Regions from separate parts of the Hordeum vulgare genome. Here region 1 is linked to region 2. A link is a contact called in public Hi-C data. All regions are on one chromosome and are shown on one strand. The core of a region is the stretch at or near the end of the contact, and the rest is flanking DNA. Distances in the headings are between cores, read along the strand shown. Region 1 holds the start of LOC123442134 (protein ALTERED PHOSPHATE STARVATION RESPONSE 1). Region 2 holds the start of LOC123442103 (DUF21 domain-containing protein At4g14240-like).

Evidence for each region. Hi-C and Micro-C count contacts between places; a contact is called where the count stands out from the background.
Region 1: a Hi-C map of seedling shows a contact between it and region 2, with 4 times the contacts expected there. The contact joins the promoter of LOC123442134 here to the promoter of LOC123442103 in region 2. A contact is called at or near these places in 3 of 6 Hi-C or Micro-C datasets (leaf and seedling).

The regions. Positions count from the first base shown.
Region 1 is chr1H:422,300,965-422,305,158 of MorexV3_pseudomolecules_assembly, reverse strand. It overlaps LOC123442134 (protein ALTERED PHOSPHATE STARVATION RESPONSE 1), which reads left to right and starts at 1,716. Exons shown (of 4, transcript XM_045118225.1): 1 at 1,716-3,087. The coding sequence starts at 1,908.
Region 2 is chr1H:421,690,487-421,694,277 of MorexV3_pseudomolecules_assembly, reverse strand. It overlaps LOC123442103 (DUF21 domain-containing protein At4g14240-like), which reads left to right and starts at 2,364. Exons shown (of 13, transcript XM_045118207.1): 1 at 2,364-2,733; 2 at 3,716-3,791. The coding sequence starts at 2,421.

The DNA of each region.
Region 1 (4,194 bases), core at 467-2,966, 610 kb before region 2:
CATGTGATCGAGCCAAGAATATGTGGAAATAACTTGGGCTCACGTAAAGCAATGTTCGAAGAACGATCGAGATTGATCATTGGAAATTCTGCCTAAACTCTAAACAATGACCAAGGATATCTCATCCAAAGAGCTTAAAGGATCTACAGCGGGATGGATCAAACGATCTCTCATATGTTAGTGGATGCGCCCGATCAGTGACCTAACAAAACAAAAAAGAAAAAAAAAATAATCCAACCGGACCCCTCATATCATCTGTATACCTCGTATCCATCTTAAATATAGGGAAGATATGACAGCTCACGGACGTGACACACGCGTCCGGTCACTCTGTAACGTAGACGCGATCCCATCCTGAACCACATTTTCCTTTTTTTATTCATTTTTCTTTTTTTCTCTCTCTCCATCAATCATGTACAAATGATCGGACATATGAGAAAAATAAAATAAAAAATATGATTGCAGAGAAGAACAAATAGAAGACACGTCCGACCACTGACCGGATACGTTCGTTAATATTTAGGTATCATATTTGTTATATTCAACTATAGATGCTCTTACGTTAGTTGCAACAACGTGGTTCATATGATGGCAACGAAGACGGTTGAGAGGAGAATCGTCTCCACCTCTCGAGAGATCTGGCATCGCCATCTAGAAGCCGACATATGAAGTTATATAAGTTAACTTGGTTGCTTCCTTCTCTGACGAAACGATGTTGGGTGCTAGAATCTGATTTTTACTCCACGCGACTAGTGTGGATTCACCTGAAATTATTGCCAACGGGAATGTAGTGTATCTGGCATTGAATATTGGCTACAACAGGGTGATTTTTAGTTTTGTTGTTGTTGTTGAGAAGGGTGATCCTTGAGTTCGGGTAGCTTGTTCGCTCTTGGAACGTTGCAAAAGGAAGATTACTTGGGACCTTCGGTCGCTGTGGTCACGAAATGTAAGCAACCAGCTAGCGTGTGTTGGTCTTGTTGATTATCAAACACTGCTATAGGGAAGCTAATGAGGTGGCAAACTGTCTAGTAGCATAGTCCACATTTATTTACAATCTTGCTCTTTTAGGCACGCTTTCATCCCTGGCTTGATTTCACCTCTCCATCATTTGATGAGTGAAGTATATGTGACGCGATGACCGTCGCGGGGGCTCCCACCGTCCGACGCATTCAGTTTGCCGGCCGCACTGTCCATCCCGGCGAGCCGTTGGAGTTGTTGCACCTTCCCAACCAGCCTCCGCTCTCTCCAAATCAAAAGACAAAAGAGCGAGCGAAACTTCACACGTGCCCCTCCGACGTGTGGGCCACCAAGGTAGGCGCCCCACGTGGTAGCCTCACGGGCGAGGGAGCGAGCCCCAACGTCTCGAGTCCCTCCCATGAGTCGACGGGCCCCTCCGCGGGACAAGCGGCCCGAAAAGCAGCGGAACGAACGAAAAGTCGGGAAAAGGCACGCGCACAGGTGACTCGACACGGTGAAAAAGCCCACCCCCACCCCTACCCCTCGAAGTTTCCAGGTATTTACGTTTCACCTTACCGCCTATGGCTAGGCAAAGGCCGCGCCCCATGCCGGAGAGGACAAACGCAAGCACGGCACGCGCGGGGGCAGGGCCAGGGCGCCACCACTGACAACGGTCCAGCCCATCTGACGTGCGGGGGCAGGGGTCAAGCGTGGATCGGCGTGTCAGTGGGCCGGGGGCCGCGCGGTGGTGGTGGTGGTGGTGGACCGGACGTTAAACCCCCACGGGCACCACGCCCCTCGCCCCGCTCCGCTCCGCTCGCTCGCTGCCGCGCCTCGTGCCGGGCGCCAACAAACTATTCCTAGATCCACTCGCCCTGCTGCGCCTGCCTGCCGTTGCTGGCAATGCGGTGAGGAGGAGTAGGGGGGGCGGAGACCGGAGGAGGGACGGGATGGGGTGCGCGCAGTCGCGGATCGAGAACGAGGAGGCGGTGGCGCGCTGCAAGGAGCGCCGCCAGTTCATGAAGGCGGCCGTGGCGGCGCGCAACGCCTTCGCCGCCGCGCACTCCGCATACGCCTTCTCGCTGCGGGACACGGGGGCCGCGCTCTCCGAGTTCGCGCACGGGGAGGGGGTGCCGCCGTCTGCGGCCGCCGCGGAGCCGGCCAAGGCCGCCCGGCTCTCGGCCGGCGGGATCGGCGCGGCCGCTTCGGGGGCCGCGGCGACGGCCAACGCTTCCGCGGACGCGGCGGTGGAGGAGGTAATGCCGCCGCCGCCGCCCCTCGACTCGCTGCCCCCGCCCCCGCCGCCGCTGCCGGAGTTCTCGCCCTCGCCAGGTAAGATGCACCGCTCCATGAGCATGCCCATGCCGCCCAAGGCCGTCGCCAGGGGCCCCGCCATGCTCCACAGCGACTCCATTAGGGAGGAGGAGGATGAGGTGGACATGGAGGAGAAGGAGGAGGAGGAAGACGAGGAGGACGATGCCCGTCTCGATGACCGCCGCCGGAGGCTGCGCCATCGCCAGCAGGCGCCGCCCGTCTCGCCGCCCCCTCCGGAGACGCCGGTCACCCCCCAGCCACCACCGCCTCCCCCGCCCCCGCCCCCGATTGACCCCAAGACCGGGGTTGACACGTGGGATTATTTCTTCTCCATGGAAGAGGGGATGGCGTCCATTGCCCCCGAGGACGACGAGATCATCCTCGAGCCGGAAGACGAGAAGTACGTTCCTGCCTCGCCACCGCGCCCTCCCTCGTCTCCCCCTCCGCAAGCGGTTGTGCCGCCACGGGAGGAGTATGAGGAGGAGCCGCGCACGCCGGAGATGGTCACACCGCCTCCGTCGCTTCCGCCAAAGGCTCCTGGACAGTCCAGGAAGAAGAAGGGCAAGGGGAAGGGGAAGGGGAAGAATAAGTCTGTGCACCACCAGCACACTGAGTCCGCGCCACCAGTCACCGTGGTCGGCTGGGGGAAGGCGGGGAAGGTTGTCCCCGCCGAGGTGCCACGCGTAGACCTGCTGCAGGTGCTTGCGGAGATCGACGATAGGTTCTTGAAGGCGTCAGAGAGCGCTGGGGAGGTTTCCAAGGCGCTGGAGGCCAACAGGATGCACTACCATTCCAATTTCGCCACCGACACTAGAGGTCAGTAGCTTGATTCTCTCCGTAGTTGCAATTTCCGATGTTTTAGACTTAAGTGGTTGGCTTTGTAGTGGCTGATCTTATTTGGTGATTCTGATGGTGATGTGATGGATTCTTTGATGGTGAGAGAGGTCCAAAACAGGTGCTGGTTGTGGGGTTACTTGAGAAGTGGAATGAGCTGTCCTTGTCCACAACTCACTATCCTATCCCCCAACCCTAACATGCCGGCTCACGGGATGTTCTTGTAGCTGATAGGAAGCTATTGGTACAAGCGTTCATTTTGAACCGGTAAAAGTGGTTCTCGGGTACAATTATTGGTTGGCATGTCTTGATTGTTTGCTTTGACTATAAGTGTTCGTATATATCTTTAGACCGTTGCACACATATGACAAATGACGTACGATTTTGGTACGACACTCCAAATCGCACCGTCTACACAGAAGGCCAAATTGCAGCAGGCTGTTATATTAGCAATCGTAGCCGGATCGGACACCAAAATGTCGTACGTGAAGCACTTTTATCTTTGTGGATCGTGCTTATGTGTCTGTAATGCACCCATTGGATGTCATTCTAATTTCGTATGGGAATTAGCATGTAAATGCCATTCTAAGATATATCCTGTTCAATTTGAAATTTGAAGTGTTACGAATATAAATGTTGCAATTTTGGTTAGTATCTGAGGTGTACATTATGGTAAATCTGCTGACAGTAACAAAAATGGTATATGGTCAAGTGAAGAACCGCTAGAAATTGACAACAGAGGAGCAAATGAGAGTGACGTATGGGATCTGATCTTTTTTCCTGTCCAATTATCAGGAAAGTCTTATCTTTGTCTTGTCTTTATCTAACTTCAGTTCATATCCAGTACCATGTACTCCCTCCGTTCCGAAATATAAACCCTTTTAGAGATTCCAATATGGACTACATATGGAGCAAAATGAGTGAATCTACACTCTAAAATATGTCTATATACATCCGTATGCAGTCCGTATTGAAATCTCTAATAAGTCTTATATTTAGAAACAGAGGGAGTATGTTTGAAATAATGAATACGAGGTAAAAAGCAGATTCATTGTCATGGAAGAATCATGATAATATGTCATGAACCAT
Region 2 (3,791 bases), core at 1,115-3,614:
GATTTGTTTGTGCAGTCTATTGGGGATATACCCCATGGCGTACCCGCCTAGGGGATGACCCGGCCTTTCAAGTTTGGCCCAAGAACAAGATTCATATGAGGCATGAGGCCCGGGGGGCGGCTCATCCTGAAGGCCGGGTTATCGAAGATCACCTGGCGGGTCGTCTCATTGTAGAAGACGTAAGAAGCTTTCCCTACGTAGATGACAAGATGAGTAGGAGTTGGACTAGGTCACGAGCCGCAATACGACCCGGACTCTGTTGTAATCTCAAGACCTCAACCTATATAGAAAGGGGAGCCGTGAGGTGAAAATGACAAGTGAGGAATCTTCAAGAGCTGGGCTAGCGATTCTGAACCCTTGTAATCGAGTTCATCATCAATAACACCAAACGTATGGCGTATGCTTTTACCTCCATTGGAGTGACCGAACCTGGGTAAAGGTTTAGGGTTAGCATTTAGGATTTTTAAGGTTTAGGACCCTTGTCTCTCGTTCCCGATCAACATAACAAAGAACCCAAAGCATATGTATCCTACTACAAGGATAGTCTTAGAACCGAAAAGAGGTTGCTCAGAAGAGATAAACGTATCCCAACCTTTATTGCTATTGCGCAAAGACCTTTTTTATGCCGCCTGAGTGCTCTCCAGCTCTGCCTCTGTAACCTCCTCCTCCAGAGACCCGACAAGCGCACATGTCCACCTCCACATCGCTGCCAAACAATTAATCGTCCATGTTGTTCAGCCCACCAAGCTTGGCATCGACAGTAGGGGAGGAGTTGTGCCCTTCTTGGGACCATAGCGAAGGCAACTTCCCGTGCACTACTCTTCCTCGCTGCCATCGTTGGGTGCGGACTCGGTGTTGTCCTCCTCCTCGTCGTAGGTCTCACCGAAACACGATACACCCTGCTCCTCCTCGTCGTCCTTGGCCGTGGCTGCTACCTCCGCCACCTGCTGTCGGTACCGCCAGCGGGTGAGGCGAATCACTCGAGCAAAGCTGTAGGACTCTAGGAGCGCCTCCTCCTCTGCCAAGTCCGCATCGAGCACGACTGCCCTACCGACACCGAGCTATTCCTCTGTCTACATGTGCTTTTGGAGGAGGTGGTGGTTGTAGGCGGCGTCGACCTGCGCCTTCCGGAACCTCTCCTTCCGCACCATGTCCATGTAAATGACACGAGCCTCGCCGATGGTCATGGTGCAGTGCACTGACGAGGGAGGCACGATGGAGGAGGAAGAGGAGGATAGCGTCGGGTCATCGTCGATCGCGTCCTCCATTGGGGGTATCGACATCCTTCGATTGCCTGCTGGCCCGCCAACGGGCATCAATGCCGTCCGTCTCCTTCTTCTGCTCCGACGTCATCCCGTTCGAGAGAGCTTTGATGGAGAGGAATCCATTGTGAGATCAGTGTGCAGAGAGGGATCGGAGACTCATGACTGCGGCTATGACCGGGGAGCGGTTTATATAGCAATTGCAGGCGGCAGACGGACGGACGGGTGGCATCGAAGGAGATGCCTCGGCAACCGCGTGCCATCAATGTGGACGGGAGATGGACGGACGAGCGGCCGTCGTGTCATTTGAATGCGCAGCAGTCGCCTGCACCGGGAAGCGATGCAGGCAACGCTGTCTTGACCAACGCACCGCTTCAATGCCGACGCTAGTGAGAGGTCACGTACGCTCTCGTCGGATATGAATGCGGGCACTGACGCTCTGAAGCGATGCTGGCCGTTTCACGCGAGAGGGAGGAGATATTTTTGATGGACCAGAATGGTCAAAATCGAGCGAAGTGGCAGTTCGGAATCTCGCAAACCTCCGCACATTTGTCTTTGATTTACAGAAAAATCATGTCCAAACCGCTTTACGGATCAATACAGGATCGTTTTTGATAACTTTCGCGGTCCGGGCTGCCCGGTCCGGACCCTTAATAAAGGTTTGAGGGTCTACGCCGGAGATGCCGTGAGGATTATATATGTACCTTCCAAAGTTTGACAATGTTTTCTTCATGGTAGAATATCCCACCAATTGAATCGGCGTATGGATGCGAATATCGCAATCACAATCACATCAAATTTGGTCATCGTGAAGCCCTCTTTCTCATACCGTTATGCCTTGCGAGCACAAATGCTCGATCTAGTACCGCCACGTACACAGCCACCGCCAATTCTTCCAGTCCACGGTCCAAAACGCCGAAGACGTGCACCGCTCGGCCGCAGCGGGGACAGGTGGCCCCGCGGTCCTTTCGTCAGCCGTCCGATCGACGGCCACATCCACGCCTCGCGGCGCATCCAACGGCCCCTGCGCCTCGCCTCGCCCCGCTCCTGGAGTCCTAGTGATCTTGTCGCCTTCCTCTCGCCCACATCCTTATACGGTGCCAGCGCTTGTCAGGCTGTGGGGCTTTGGCTCTGGCACATCGGAGCGGCGGAGGCGCGATGGCGGCGGTGGCCGGAGCGGGGAGGGCGAGAGGGGCGAGCCTGGCGGCGGCGGTGCGGGCCGTCGCGGCGACGGCGCGTCCGGCGTCGAGCGCCGCGGCGGCGGCGGGGGTGAGCGTGGCGGCGGCGATCCTCAAGGGGAATGACACGCCATTCGGGTCGGTCGGGTGGTGGGCGTACGCCGGCATCTCCTGCTTCCTGGTGCTCTTCGCCGGGATCATGTCGGGGCTCACCCTCGGGCTCATGTCGCTCGGCCTCGTCGAGCTCGAGATCCTCCAGCGCAGCGGCACCGACTCCGAGAAGGCGCAGGCTGGTCCGATCCGAACCCCTAACTTTTCGCGTCACCCCCTCTTTTTTTTTTCTTTTTTTTTTTGCAATTTCATCCTCCCCTCGTTGTGCTCGATCTGTTTGCCGTTTGAGGAGTGATGTTTAAGAGGAATCGTACTATGTTACATTTGGGGGATTGCGACTATCGTTACTGAATGGCTAAAAATTAGAGTTAATGCTGTCGTTTTTGTTACTAATCGGAAGAATTTAAAGGTTACGACTATGTCCATGTGCTAAATCATCTAGCAGTAAAATTTTCTGTTCTGACAGTAAAAATTACGTTACTAATGCCGACATGTTTCTAAAAGTGTTGTGGTAGGGAAGTAGAACAAACAAAAAGGAAGCAAGGAATTGGGGAAATGGGAAAAAGGGGTGTGGGGGATTTGGCTTTTTGTAAGACCCACCTCTTACGTGGGAAGATATGAAATGATCAGAGGATACTTTAGTCGACTGGGAATTGGAAGTATCATGTACCCCTGTCCCAAATTAGTTCTAGATACATCGGTATCTAGTCTAGACAAATCTAAGACAACCAATTCGGGACTGAGGGAGTAGTAGATATTGTAAAGATGTCCACTCTAGTGCTTCTTTGATCCCCTACATTTGTGTATGCAGGATTGCAGGTATCACATAACTATGGCTTTTCAGCACGTAATATATGCCGTAACTTTTGGTGTTTTTGTTTATCCTTCTGAGAAGCTGTAAATTGTTATAATCTGTCATGAGACATTACGAAACCTCAGATCTGTAGGTGGTAGGAATTTTCAATTGAATCAACAAAGGAGTGAGATACTGCTTATCAAGTGTTACTGTTAAGTGTCACCTCTTTTAGCATGTCTTATTTAATGTGTGCCTCTACACTGATGCTGCTATTACTTTTCCTCTTTTGAAAATCTGTAATTCAATATTCAATTGATTGTTTTGTTGTTGTTCATATTTTAGTTACTTGCGTGTTTTGTTTGCTGCAGCTACTATCCTTCCAGTTGTTCAAAAGCAGCACCAGCTTCTTGTCACCCTGCTACTGTGTAATGCTGTTGCCATGGA